4 separate regions of the Mus musculus genome follow, and all the other regions are linked to region 4. Evidence: chromatin contacts called from public ChIA-PET and HiCAR-type data. All regions are on one chromosome and are shown on one strand. The core of a region is the stretch at or near the end of the contact, and the rest is flanking DNA. Distances in the headings are between cores, read along the strand shown. Region 1 has its middle 20 kb from the start of Gm40304. Region 2 has its middle 56 kb from the start of Gm40304. Region 3 has its middle 88 kb from the start of Gm40303. Region 4 overlaps Stim2 (stromal interaction molecule 2).

Region 1 (2,775 bases), core at 87-2,586, 530 kb before region 4:
CTTTTCATAGTCTTTCAAATACTGATCCCTGAAACAAAACCAAAAACATACCTTTGCCCTGTTTTCTATTCACTGTTCACCGCTGTAATGTAAGTAAGCCCTCTTTGGGGGGGGGGGGGGGAATGCAAAAATGAAGTTTAACCCACAATTGAGTCTTACATCCTGTGGTCTTGGAATTTTAAAATTTCATTCAAAACACACATTATAAACAAACTCTCCCAAATGACCATCTCGAGAGGAATGTGGCAGAAATCCAGAAACAATTGTAATATTTGGACCAAGCATGAGCATAAATAGCCAGTGTGTGTTTTCATGAGGGGGATTATGGCTTGTTTCACAAACCCTACAGGGGATTTGTAGATGGGCAGAGCTCAATTCCATGTCGGTTGAGTGTCTCCAGAAGAAAACAATCCCTTGACAGTCAGTGAAGATGAGCTATTAAAAAGGCTCTCTTTGTTTGTTGGAAGCAGTGGTGTGTGTGTATGTGTGTGTATGTGCATGGGTGTGTGTGTGTGAAATTCACGCCAGGAGCCTTTCACACGCTAGGTGAACACCCTACCACTGAACCCCAGCCCCAGCCCCCAAATATCTTTTTAAACTACTCCTATCTGTTGACTACGAACATTGGAAGGAAACTTTCTGGCCTATAAATAAATGCCTATAACCTCAAGCTCAAAGTTGTATCCGGGGCACCTGATCTTTAGTCTAACGGTGGAGACCGATTCAAGGTGAGCGGGTGCTAGAGAAAGGAACACAAGCAATCTTATGTCTTTTTGTCAGGAATATCCAACCAGTGGAGTCAGTGAGATGCCACCAGGCAGTATCCAGGGGGTGGATGATTTAAAGGAGGATGGAGTCCAGTTGTGCTGCAGGGTCAAACTTCAAAGAGATAAGGTAGGATGGGGAAGCTGTAGAGAGCCTCCTAGTGTGTGCACTAGCCTATGCGAATAGTTCATCTCTCTCCCAGAAAAGTGGCAGTACTTTAACACACACACACACACACACACACACACACACACACACACACACACACGTTGGCATGAGAGTGAAGAACAATTAAGTCAGAGAGTCATTTCAAAATAGTTCTTGGCTCCTTACCTCTGCAGCAAAGTTTAACATGAAGACACCTTGTTATTTCTCCTTTTAGTCCTCAGTAAATTTTAATGGTCTACAAATCCATTATTTCTTCAAAATTTGTTTAGGAGAACAGCCTTATCTAGAGATCTACCATGAATCTCATGCCTATTTTTTTAATAGCACCAACACTCAGAATAGCTCTACAGGAACTGGCAGGATCACCTACTCTAATGAGTAGACCTTCCCACCTCCATGATGTTTCAGTTTCGATTTTAACACACGATTCTGAGAAGCCTGGGTGAACTAATATAGTATCGTAGGCCGCTGGGTTTTAATCATCGTGAAGTGAAAATGCATCGCCTCTCTGGGAGGGACAAAGGAAAGTAGAGGTTCTTCTTAGGAACCCTGTGAAGCTTGCCAGGCCCAAGCAGGAAACATCGAGCAGCTTCTCAGAAGACAGAGCCAAGACCACGTTAGAATTATCTGGTACCCATCAGCATCATGGGCTGATAATTATCTCTGAGGGTTAGTTAGCATGGTCGATGTGTGATCTGCAAGGCAAAAGTGGGGCCTCGGGACTCTCGAGTTTGTACTTCAGAGTGAAGCGGTTATGTCCAAGTTCCTTCACATACCCAACTCCTTGTGCCACGCTTAAGTCCCTTTTAAAGTCGATTCGACAATGCAAAAGCAGGGTTGGGCAAACAGTGGAGGTGGTACAAACAGGTTTGGGCTCAGGGAGAAGATAACCATCTTTAGCATCTGTTTCTGTCCTTCCCTCTTCCTGCTACCCCTTGTCTCTTCTCTGAAGTCCTGGAGCTTGAGCCCAGGACCTCATGCCATACCAAGGAGCCAGCTCTGCGCAGAGCCGTTAGACATCGCCAGCCTTGATTTTTATCTGCATCTGACCTGGGGTATCCCAGGATAAATCAGTTGAATTTTGGATTCGCATTTCACCTCTCAATAGGGATAAAAAGCACCCGATGCTTGCAGAGCCCAGGGCGTATGCACATTCACTCAAAGGAGTCTGTAATACCAAAGCTAATGATTGGTATCAAGACACACTGCACTTCTTACTTTTCCCATGTAGCTTTCACCAAGGAACAGTAGAAAGAGCCAAACCTATAAACTCTGAAAGAGTGTACTATCAACCGAGTGCTGGAGTTTATCAAGTGAACTCCAAATTGAGGGTTATTGTTTTCTGCTCAGGTGTCTGACAACCTTCCTATTGGAGTGCAGACTTAAAGTACTTTGATCATCTTTTTTTGTTTTTTGTTTTGTTTTGTTTTTTTGTTTTTGTTTTTTCGAGACAGGGTTTCTCTGTGTAGCCCTGGCTGTCCTGGAACTCACTTTGTAGACTAGGCTGGTCTCGAACTGCCTGCCTCTGCCTCCCGAGTGCTGGGATTAAAGGTGTGTGCAACCATGCCCGGCTTACTTTGATCATCTTAACTGAGTCAAATTCACTAGTAGGTAAAAGAAAGTTTTATTATGAGGCCAGCTGGCCTGTGTGAAGTGACGTTCCCTTTTTCCCCTAGCATCTGTCACTCCTGCTTAATTTCTTACATGGCTTTATCATCACTGAAAATCCCTTACATATGTCATAGATTGTTCTTGGTGTCCTGGAACTTTGTAGACCTGTAATTCACAGAGATCTGTCTACCTGTCCCTCTGAAGTGCTGGGATTAAAGTTGTGCACCACCG
Region 2 (2,700 bases), core at 22-2,521, 610 kb before region 4:
TGGATGGATGGATGGATGGATAGGTAGATAGATAGATAGATAGATAGATAGATAGATAGATAGATAGATAGATAATAGACACATACAGCCAGGTGCATATATCAGCTGGGAAATTCTAGTTATCTAAGAGTTATAGCTACATAACATCTCCCCCTTTTAAATAAGGTATGCATCTAGCTTTTCACAGTCTGCTTCATTCCCATAGCCTAACTCACAAATGTGTGCACTTGCTCAAAGAATGTTGAAGTTAGAACAGATGTCAGTAGATCACCCAAGCTACCTGAAAAGGTGCCTTCCCGAGACCTGAGAGGTTCTGAACATGAACTCTCTCACCCATCACTGCCATTGATGATGTCACTATCACCACTGATAGCATCTATATGATGACTCCAAGATTACGAACTGTTTCAAATACTATCTTTTGGGTGTCATCTACCTGGAAATTACATATCACGGCTTGTCCTGGGAGGTAGGATTCAACTCCCATGCTTTCTGTGTAGGAAAGACTTTCAAAACCACATGGAGTTAAATCACAAAACAGATACCAGCACTGAGATGCGGTGGGTATGTGGCTGTTCACCAAGTATCTTCAACATCACAGTATCCTCGTTTAGCCTGCGCCAGGCTCTGTTATCCTGGACCGGTCACCACATTACTACTCTGTCATGGAAAACCCTTCCTCCTTCATGATAAATCCATGCACGGAAAGATCTCTTGATACACAGGAGCCCAAAGGGGTGATGATTTACATGCTGATGTTATCTAACTGTCTCTGCAAAAATCCTGTAAGATTTCTTAATTATTTCATTACACGGGAGGATAGAGAATAGCCGTATAAATAAGGTGAACTATAACCTAATTTTCCTTTTGCGATGTATGGTAAAGAGTTTGGTTGTCCCAAGACTGGTTACAACAGTCTCTGCTCAGTAGCTGGAGAGGGAGAGAGAGAGAAGTGGTCAGAGCAGGTCTCTGACTCCAGCATTCACTAGTTGTAGTACACGTGAGGATACACATGCCTGACCTCTGCTCTAGCGCTGTACCAAGCAGGCAACCACACAGGATGGACCCTCCATCCTTGCCCAAACTGCTCCAGATGTGCTCCTCCATCCAGCCCAGCTAAGGAAGAGTCACCGGAGGCCAGGAAATTCTACTCATTTCACGAGATGAATGTAATCAGGAGAAAGACAGCCGAAGAGCCAGCTCACCGTGACTCATCTGGCTTCAGAGAACATTGTCAGTGGTCCTAGCAACACACGCCACTGCCAAGAGCCATTTCATTTGATCTCTGAACTGATGCTTAAACCACAGATTTCCTGGGCCTGAGGCCTCCCAGGAAATGGAACCAAACAGTGGCTGATTCATGTTTCCTCTGAGGGCAACAGGAAAAGTACCTGCTACAGAAACTGCAGGCTGCCCTGAGCTGTGGCTTAGGCCTCCTCAGAGGGCAGGGGCCCCATCAGTCACTGTCTTCCTCAGAAAGAGGAGTCTGAGAGGGCAGGCCAGAGGCATCAATGTTCATGATTGGCTGTGTTAAGTCAGCCTCTGACTGTACCAGGAGAAGATTCTCTCTCTCTCTCTCTCTCTCTCTCTCTCTCTCTCTCTCTCTCTCTCTTTCTCTCTTTCTATCCTCCCCTCCCTTCCCCTCCCCTCTCTCTTCCTCCCCCAACCCTGTTTCCATGTTTCTGATAAGGCTATAGCTCCTTGTCTTACACACAGCATCAGTGTACTCTGACTGCTGACTATATCTACAACCCACATTTGCATATTTGTTGTCTGCTCCAGGACAGCAGGACTTTGGACAGATAATAAGTATAGGTGATGCTCCTACCAGATTTTTGACACATTAATTCATTTATTTCTTGCAACCTTATAATGGAGAAACAATAGTTTTTATTTTTCAGGTGACAAAACCTAGGCATAGAGAAAGACTTGGCTTACCCATTTCCCCAAACCCTGGGAGCTGTGCAATCCCAGGCCACCAGACTCCAGCCTGAACTTTCAACCAGAGTGACAGCTCTGTAGCTAATTTTTAAAAATTAATTAAAAGGTCACACTCATTTCACAGAAGACATTCAAATTCTTGCTAAGGTACCCCAACTATAAGACCCTCTAGAATTCAGGGAGCTGCTTAGCCATAAAGCTAGCATAATCATATTACTTCTTAACCTGTTAAAGAAAAAAAATGTATAGCATACAATATGCCATCCTAACTGCCTTGAGGCACACAGTTTGTGGCACTAGGCACATGCACATTGTTGTGCAACCATCATTTCTTCCCTTACCTTTTGACTTTTCAAGGCACAGTTTCTCTGTGTAACTGGCCTGGCTGTCCTAGAACTTCCTATGTTGATCAGGCTGACCTTGAACTCATATAGAGATCCTCCTATCTCTGATGGGATTAAGACTTACCACATCCAGCTGTAACCATCACCTCTTTAGAGTGTTTTCATCTTCCCCAACTGGAAATCCGTATGCCTTGAACCCCCTATTTCTATAAAATCTAAATAAAGAAAAGAGGAGAAGAATCAGCCATGTGGGAGAACTTGAGAGGGTCATGGTAAATCTTGCCTTGGAAATGTGTCCTCTCAGAAAATGGGTGTTCTTGTGACGTTGGAGATCTTAGTGTCTTTGAGAGAGGGGGAGAGCTTATATTCATTGTGTGTCTCGTTGCCGTAACAGAATACCTGACATAGATTCTCA
Region 3 (2,700 bases), core at 172-2,671, 750 kb before region 4:
TCTGTATAGCCCTGGCTGTCCTGGAATTCACTTTGTAGACCAGGCTGGCCTTGAACTCAGAAATCCACCTGCCTCTGCCTCCCGAGTGCTAGAATTAAAGGCATGCGCCACCACGCCCGGCTTCCATTATAAGTTTTAAGTTGCTTGCCGTTCGAGTAGTTCTGGGTAGTACATTTAGAATCTCACAGCATCTGAACCACCTCTCGGGCATGAATTGGCCTGGAGGCAGGGTCTGCCCCTCCTGTTAGCTGACTCCATTTTCAGATTGATAGGCGCATTGTCATAGTGCCAAGGTCCCCGCAACTCTCACTTTCCTTGACCTCATCCTCAGAGAACAAGAGCGGATTGTAGTGGGTTGGGCTGTGCCAAGGAGAAGCCACGCAGGGCTTCTTCTAAGTAGAGAGACGGTAGACATTTTGAGAGAGAGCCCACACTCACAAAATGTTTATTAGGTTATATTATTATAATTGTCTTACTTATTATGAGTTGATTTGTTAATTCTTTCTGGGCATAACAATACTTTATTATTATTAATTTTAGAGTCAGGATTTCCGGTACCTCAGGTGGCCTCAAACTCACTGTGCAGCAGAAGATGACCTTGAACTTCTGACCCTCCCACCTCTAGCTCCTGAGCGATTACAAGCATATGTTGGTACACTGGGTCTTAGGCCATGCTGGAGATGAGCCCAGGGCTAGGTGGAGTTTACCAACTGAGCTAGCCCCAGCTATCTCAGCCTACTTTATAAGCCAAAGCTTATTCATGCTAGGCAAGAGCACTGTCTGGAAGCAGGTGTACCTTAGGGCCCAGATGATCTGCAAGTGTGCACCGCTCCCCCCCCCCCTTCCCCCCATAATGTTCAAGGTTCAAGGAACTTTTTGCTCTCAGGCAAGGGGTGCCACGGCACCAAGTGGCCAGAGCTGATAGGCTCTGGAGCATCAGTCCCTGCCTTCCTGAGGCCACAGAGGCACCCTGTGTGCCAAACTCCACTCTTGATGGGAGCTGCCGGTTGGGGACAAAAAGACAGATTAAATGAAGACCCAAGGAATATGAACCAAAAGAAGGAAGACAAGTTTAATAGATTCCACTCCTCCCCCCCCCCATCTCCGGCACCCCACTAATATTGATCAAGTCAGCAAGTGCAATATCCTGTCTCTGCTCTTTGCTTTTACTCTCAGGAGATAGAGTCTCACTAAGTTGTTAAGACCATCCTCGACCTCCAAATCCTCCTGTCTAGGCTGGGCTTACAGGCCTGCTCCACAGCCACCAGCCTGGCTGACCTGGGTGATTTTAATGGGAATGATCTCAATGAAAAAGTTTACCCCCATGGTGAGTGCAGACAGAGGCTTTGGAACAGGCTGGGCGGCTCGGGAATGAGGAGCAGCTGCCAGCATCTCCCAGGAGGGGGCAGCAACGCCACATGCAAACAGGACCATGACTTCTCTAGGAGGGAGGGTCCCAGAAGAGGAGGGTGGAGCTGGGGAAGTCCTGTCTGTGGCCTCAGCACCTCTCACTCGACCTGCTAGCATCCTTTCTCACCGGCCAGAGTGTATCCCTCCGGAGGACTGCAGGAATTCAGTTTATTACTGTCCCTATGGTCCCCAAAGCTCCAGGGAAGTTGGCTGGGTTGATAGAGGCACAAAGGATCCATGGGAGTCTTTTGCTTGGTTAATCTGGCCTCTTCTGAGCAGTTAAATGCTGAGCAGGTGGTTAAACCTTGGTTGTTTGAGAACCTCCCCCGCCCCCCCCCCCCAACAAAGGGTCCTTCTCCTCTGGAAGCCACCATGCAGTGGGTTATTTGATTTCAGGATGGGCGTGAACTGAGTTCCGAGGAGAAGGAGGAGGAGAAGGAGGAGGAGGAGGAGGAGGAGGAGGAGGAGGAGGAAGAGGAGGAGGAGGAGGAGGAGAAGGAGAAGAAGAAGAAGAAGAAGAAGAAGAAGAAGAAGAAGAAGAAGAAGAAGAAGAAGAAGAAGAAGAAGAAGAAGAAGAAAAGAGCCACACCTATGTTAAAGAGTCCACTGGGCTGATGAACTGATTAAAATGTAACGATTACGAAGAGTTGGAATGCTGTCGATCCAGGCTCCTCTTTGGTTATCTTTGGTCTGCTTAATAGCCTCTTATCATTCCTATCTTTAGTAACATCCTTCCTGTGATCAGGTAAATCCTGCTGGAATACAGGAACCAGAGCTTAACCTTCACCCACCTCCAAACCAAGAATGCTACCAGACAGTGCCTGAGTCCCTAATCCTGTCCTTAGCTATAAAGTTCTCCAAACTGTCTCCACCTTGGGATGCATTATTCTGGGACAAGGGGAACCTGTGTTCCCAGTCCATGGTCACTCGTATTTGAATCATATAAGAATCAATTATCTTCTTCCCTTTGGAGTGGGAGGAACATTTCGTATAGACAGCTGACTCCATTTTCAGATTGATAGGCGCATTGTCATAGTGCCAAGGTCCTCGCAACTCTCACTTTCCTTGACCTCATCCTCAGAGAACAAGAGCGGATTGTAGTGGGTTGGGCTGTGCCAAGGAGAAGCCACGCAGGGCTTCTTCTAAGTAGAGAGACGGTAGACATTTTGAGAGAGAGCCCACACTCACAAAATGTTTATTAGGTTATATTATTATAATTGTCTTACTTTATTATGAGTTGATTTGTTAATTCTTTCTGGGCATAAACAATACTTTATTATTATTATTATT
Region 4 (2,700 bases), core at 135-2,634:
ATAAATGTACTGCTTTCAGAGCTGCTACAGTGTCCACATGAAATAACATTCATAAATCTGGTATGTAGTACATAGTTAATGTTAGCAACAGTTTTTATTGGTGTCCTAGCCATTTTTAGAATTCGATCTTCCCTGTCAGCATTCTGTAATGAAATGTTCCGGGCTGGTTGTTCAGTTTACAGTGCTTTAGACAACAGCCCTTTTTTGTTATAACGGAATCAGAAAGACAGAATTTTAAAGTAGCTCAGTTTATTACTCTGTTTATTCAAAAACTTAGCCTGAGTTAAAGAGCTACGGTGGCTCTGTGACTCAGGTACACCTCTTGGCAACGGTCTCTTTCCATTCCCAAGTGTGCTGAAAATCACCGAAATGTCAGCCTATAGCAATTGGCACAGTTTTGAGCAAAAATACTTGGTAAGCAATTCCAAAGTCAGTGACAGGTAGGCAGAGGGATGGGGCGGCTTCAGGTCGCTCTTTGTCACTGGGGATCTCCTATGCAAACAAGCCTAGGTTGAACAGTACTCACTCTTTAAGTCTCATCTACTTCAGTAGTTAAGTGGCACCCAGCAAACTGTGCATGAGTGCTCAGTAAGGAACTTATACATCCTTTAGTGGAAAAGCAGATGTTAAAAGAATTCCTTCTCTTCTAGATGATTGAAATTAATTAAATTCTGTGGGGAAAAAAGTTCTTATGAAGAACTGAATTTAGCTAAGAAAGGAAGATTCAACAAAAATACAGAAGATGATAGGATTCAAACCGGTTTCATATCAGGTCTTTGAGGACGGATAAAAAGGAGCCACCGTAGGGGTTGAAAGACCAGCAGAGTATTTGGAGCAGAGGGAGCTAATACAAAACTTCTCATGTCCTGGTAATGAGAAGAAAAGCTGTTTGCAAGGAACCCAGACATCAAGTGGAAAGCCAATTCTTTCCCTCAAGTAACTCTGTCTTATGATAGGATGGTATTGTTTTAAAGATGCATTCAAAAGAGAATTGGTTTTACAAACAAAGCTATTTTAGACCAGCACAGCTGTCCACTCAGGTCGAGTAGTATTAGGACTGGACAGTTTCGTGCGCTTTTTTGCATTTCTTCCTTTGAATCTGGTCTCCTTGGAAACTTGATGTGTTGGGTTGCTTAGACTGGTTTTTTTGCTATTGAAAAATCCAAAGGCAGAGAGAATCTTATCCTGTTTTCCTGGCTGAGAGTTTTGTGTGGGTGTGTGCACTGCAGCTGTGCTGTGGGTTTCTTGGCATTCAGACAGGGCAGTTCTCCATGTAATGCATCGCAGAAGGAAGAAGCCTTCGTGTAACAAGGCTACTTTGACTGGATTAGGTTCAGCGGAAGGCCCCTAGGGCTGGGCTGCTGGCTGGTAGCCTCACTTGTTTGTCTCTGTGGCTCCAGCAGGCTCAGCCCATATACAGGTGTGAGGGTAGAGATGTGTCAGAAAGAGAACATAAGAGCTTTGTCTCAGTATAAAATTGCCACTTAGCAATACAGTTTTTAAAGGTTTTTATTAGTTAATTATACTTTGCTTGTTTTTTCTTTAAAGATCATTGAAAAGGGCAGTGTGAAAACATTGCATGCAAATGTGCATTTAGCATTTTCTATAATTTATGAGAATGCTCTTTTCCTAGAGCCTTTGTGCACAGATGGATCTGCAGCACTGCACCTACCACTTCCTCCTTGTCTTCAGCCCCGTTTGCCCTCTGCTGTGGTTTTCCCCAGTCGTCACATTAAGTGTAGACAGCATGCAGCTCTCCATTTCTCAAGCCTTCCGTTGGAACAGCTTACCCTTTACACAAGCAAGCCGAGAAAAGCCTCCAACTTAATTCTTATGGTCTCTTCTTGTTTATCCTTTTGCTCGTGGTTGTTGCTCTCAAAGTGCTATAGAGTAAGCTTCTATCTTTGTGTGCCTGTGTTCAGATCCAGTCTTTCCTAATGTGGTCCCTCTCTGACTTTCTGCCTCTTCCTAAAATACAATACAATACAGACCAAACACAGCTCAGCAAGATTACATCAGATCTTCAGAATTCTATGGCTTTTATTGTAGGCTTTAGTTGATGTAGTCAAGCCAGAGGACTTACCTAATTCATTCTCATTCACATCCTCTCTCTCTCTCTCTCTCTCTCTCTCTCTCTCTCTCTCTCTCTCTCACACACACACACATACACACACACACACACACACACACACACACACACACACTCATTTACCCCCTCCCATTTTTTAATGACTAGCATGATTTAAATGTTTCCTTCCCCCATCTTTCTTCATTTCTAAGTTGCCCCCCCCCCTGAATCTTTGCCCAGGGCACCTAGGTTTCACAGGGGTAAACAAGTTCCCCATCTGTTCTCTGCTGTATGCTGTAGTGCTTACAGTGGCCTGACTCTCACGGGGTGGTTCTCTGATTAGATGCATTAATGGGCTAGGTAAAGTGCCAATCAAGTCTATATCTAGTAAGGTGTTACACCCATGGAAATGGGTTGTTTCATCCTTTAAAAACTCTGTATTAATGCTTATTTTAGAATTAGTTTTACTGCAGTCTGTCTAATTGTTTTATGTCTTTTTTTCTGTTTTAGATTGTACACATTTGGGAAAACAGGGGTGGGCCTCACTATTTTCAGCTTACCATAGGATGCTAGATGCTATTTTACTACCACTTATTACATCTAATTGAAAACTTAATCTCCCATATGTAGAT

Evidence for each region. ChIA-PET counts read pairs in DNA pulled down with a chosen protein or histone mark. HiCAR-type assays count read pairs that join an accessible place to other places.
Region 1: an RNA polymerase II ChIA-PET map of memory CD8 T cells shows a contact between it and region 4, with 12 read pairs. The contact joins two enhancer-like sites. A contact is called at or near these places in 2 of 39 promoter capture datasets (the HPC-7 cell line and pre-B cells), 1 of 115 datasets of contacts at active chromatin or transcription factors (memory CD8 T cells) and 1 of 9 other capture datasets (liver).
Region 2: a contact with region 4 is called in an RNA polymerase II ChIA-PET map of memory CD8 T cells, with 11 read pairs. The contact joins two enhancer-like sites. A contact is called at or near these places in 1 of 115 datasets of contacts at active chromatin or transcription factors (memory CD8 T cells) and 1 of 9 other capture datasets (embryonic stem cells).
Region 3: a contact with region 4 is called in a HiCAR-type map of Th17 cells, with 7 times the contacts expected there. The contact joins two enhancer-like sites. A contact is called at or near these places in 1 of 39 promoter capture datasets (the 3T3-L1 cell line), 5 of 15 datasets of contacts at CTCF or cohesin (the NIH/3T3 cell line, embryonic stem cells, large pre-B cells and 2 more), 60 of 484 Hi-C or Micro-C datasets (the 3T3-L1 cell line, B cells, the Ba/F3 cell line and 36 more) and 5 of 115 datasets of contacts at active chromatin or transcription factors (Th17 cells, astrocytes and embryonic stem cells).

What each region holds. Positions count from the first base shown.
Region 1 is chr5:53,565,320-53,568,094 of GRCm38.p6, forward strand. It overlaps a transcript of Rbpj not described here. Among named protein-coding and RNA genes, the nearest start is that of Gm40304, 20 kb to the left of the region's middle. Within about 2 kb of position 1,337, at least 70 of the 459 cell types and tissues checked have an H3K27ac peak or open chromatin away from gene starts, as enhancers often do. A contact at or near this core is called in memory CD8 T cells, where this site is marked.
Region 2 is chr5:53,489,605-53,492,304 of GRCm38.p6, forward strand. No RefSeq gene overlaps it. Among named protein-coding and RNA genes, the nearest start is that of Gm40304, 56 kb to the right of the region's middle. Within about 2 kb of position 1,272, at least 146 of the 459 cell types and tissues checked have an H3K27ac peak or open chromatin away from gene starts, as enhancers often do. A contact at or near this core is called in memory CD8 T cells, where this site is marked.
Region 3 is chr5:53,353,835-53,356,534 of GRCm38.p6, forward strand. No RefSeq gene overlaps it. Among named protein-coding and RNA genes, the nearest start is that of Gm40303, 88 kb to the left of the region's middle. Within about 2 kb of position 1,422, at least 46 of the 459 cell types and tissues checked have an H3K27ac peak or open chromatin away from gene starts, as enhancers often do. A contact at or near this core is called in CD8 T cells, Th17 cells and cerebral cortex, where this site is marked.
Region 4 is chr5:54,099,812-54,102,511 of GRCm38.p6, forward strand. The region is part of intron 3 of Stim2 (stromal interaction molecule 2); the gene reads left to right. Among named protein-coding and RNA genes, the nearest start is that of Stim2, 100 kb to the left of the region's middle. Within about 2 kb of position 1,385, at least 162 of the 459 cell types and tissues checked have an H3K27ac peak or open chromatin away from gene starts, as enhancers often do. A contact at or near this core is called in CD8 T cells, Th17 cells, cerebral cortex and 1 more, where this site is marked.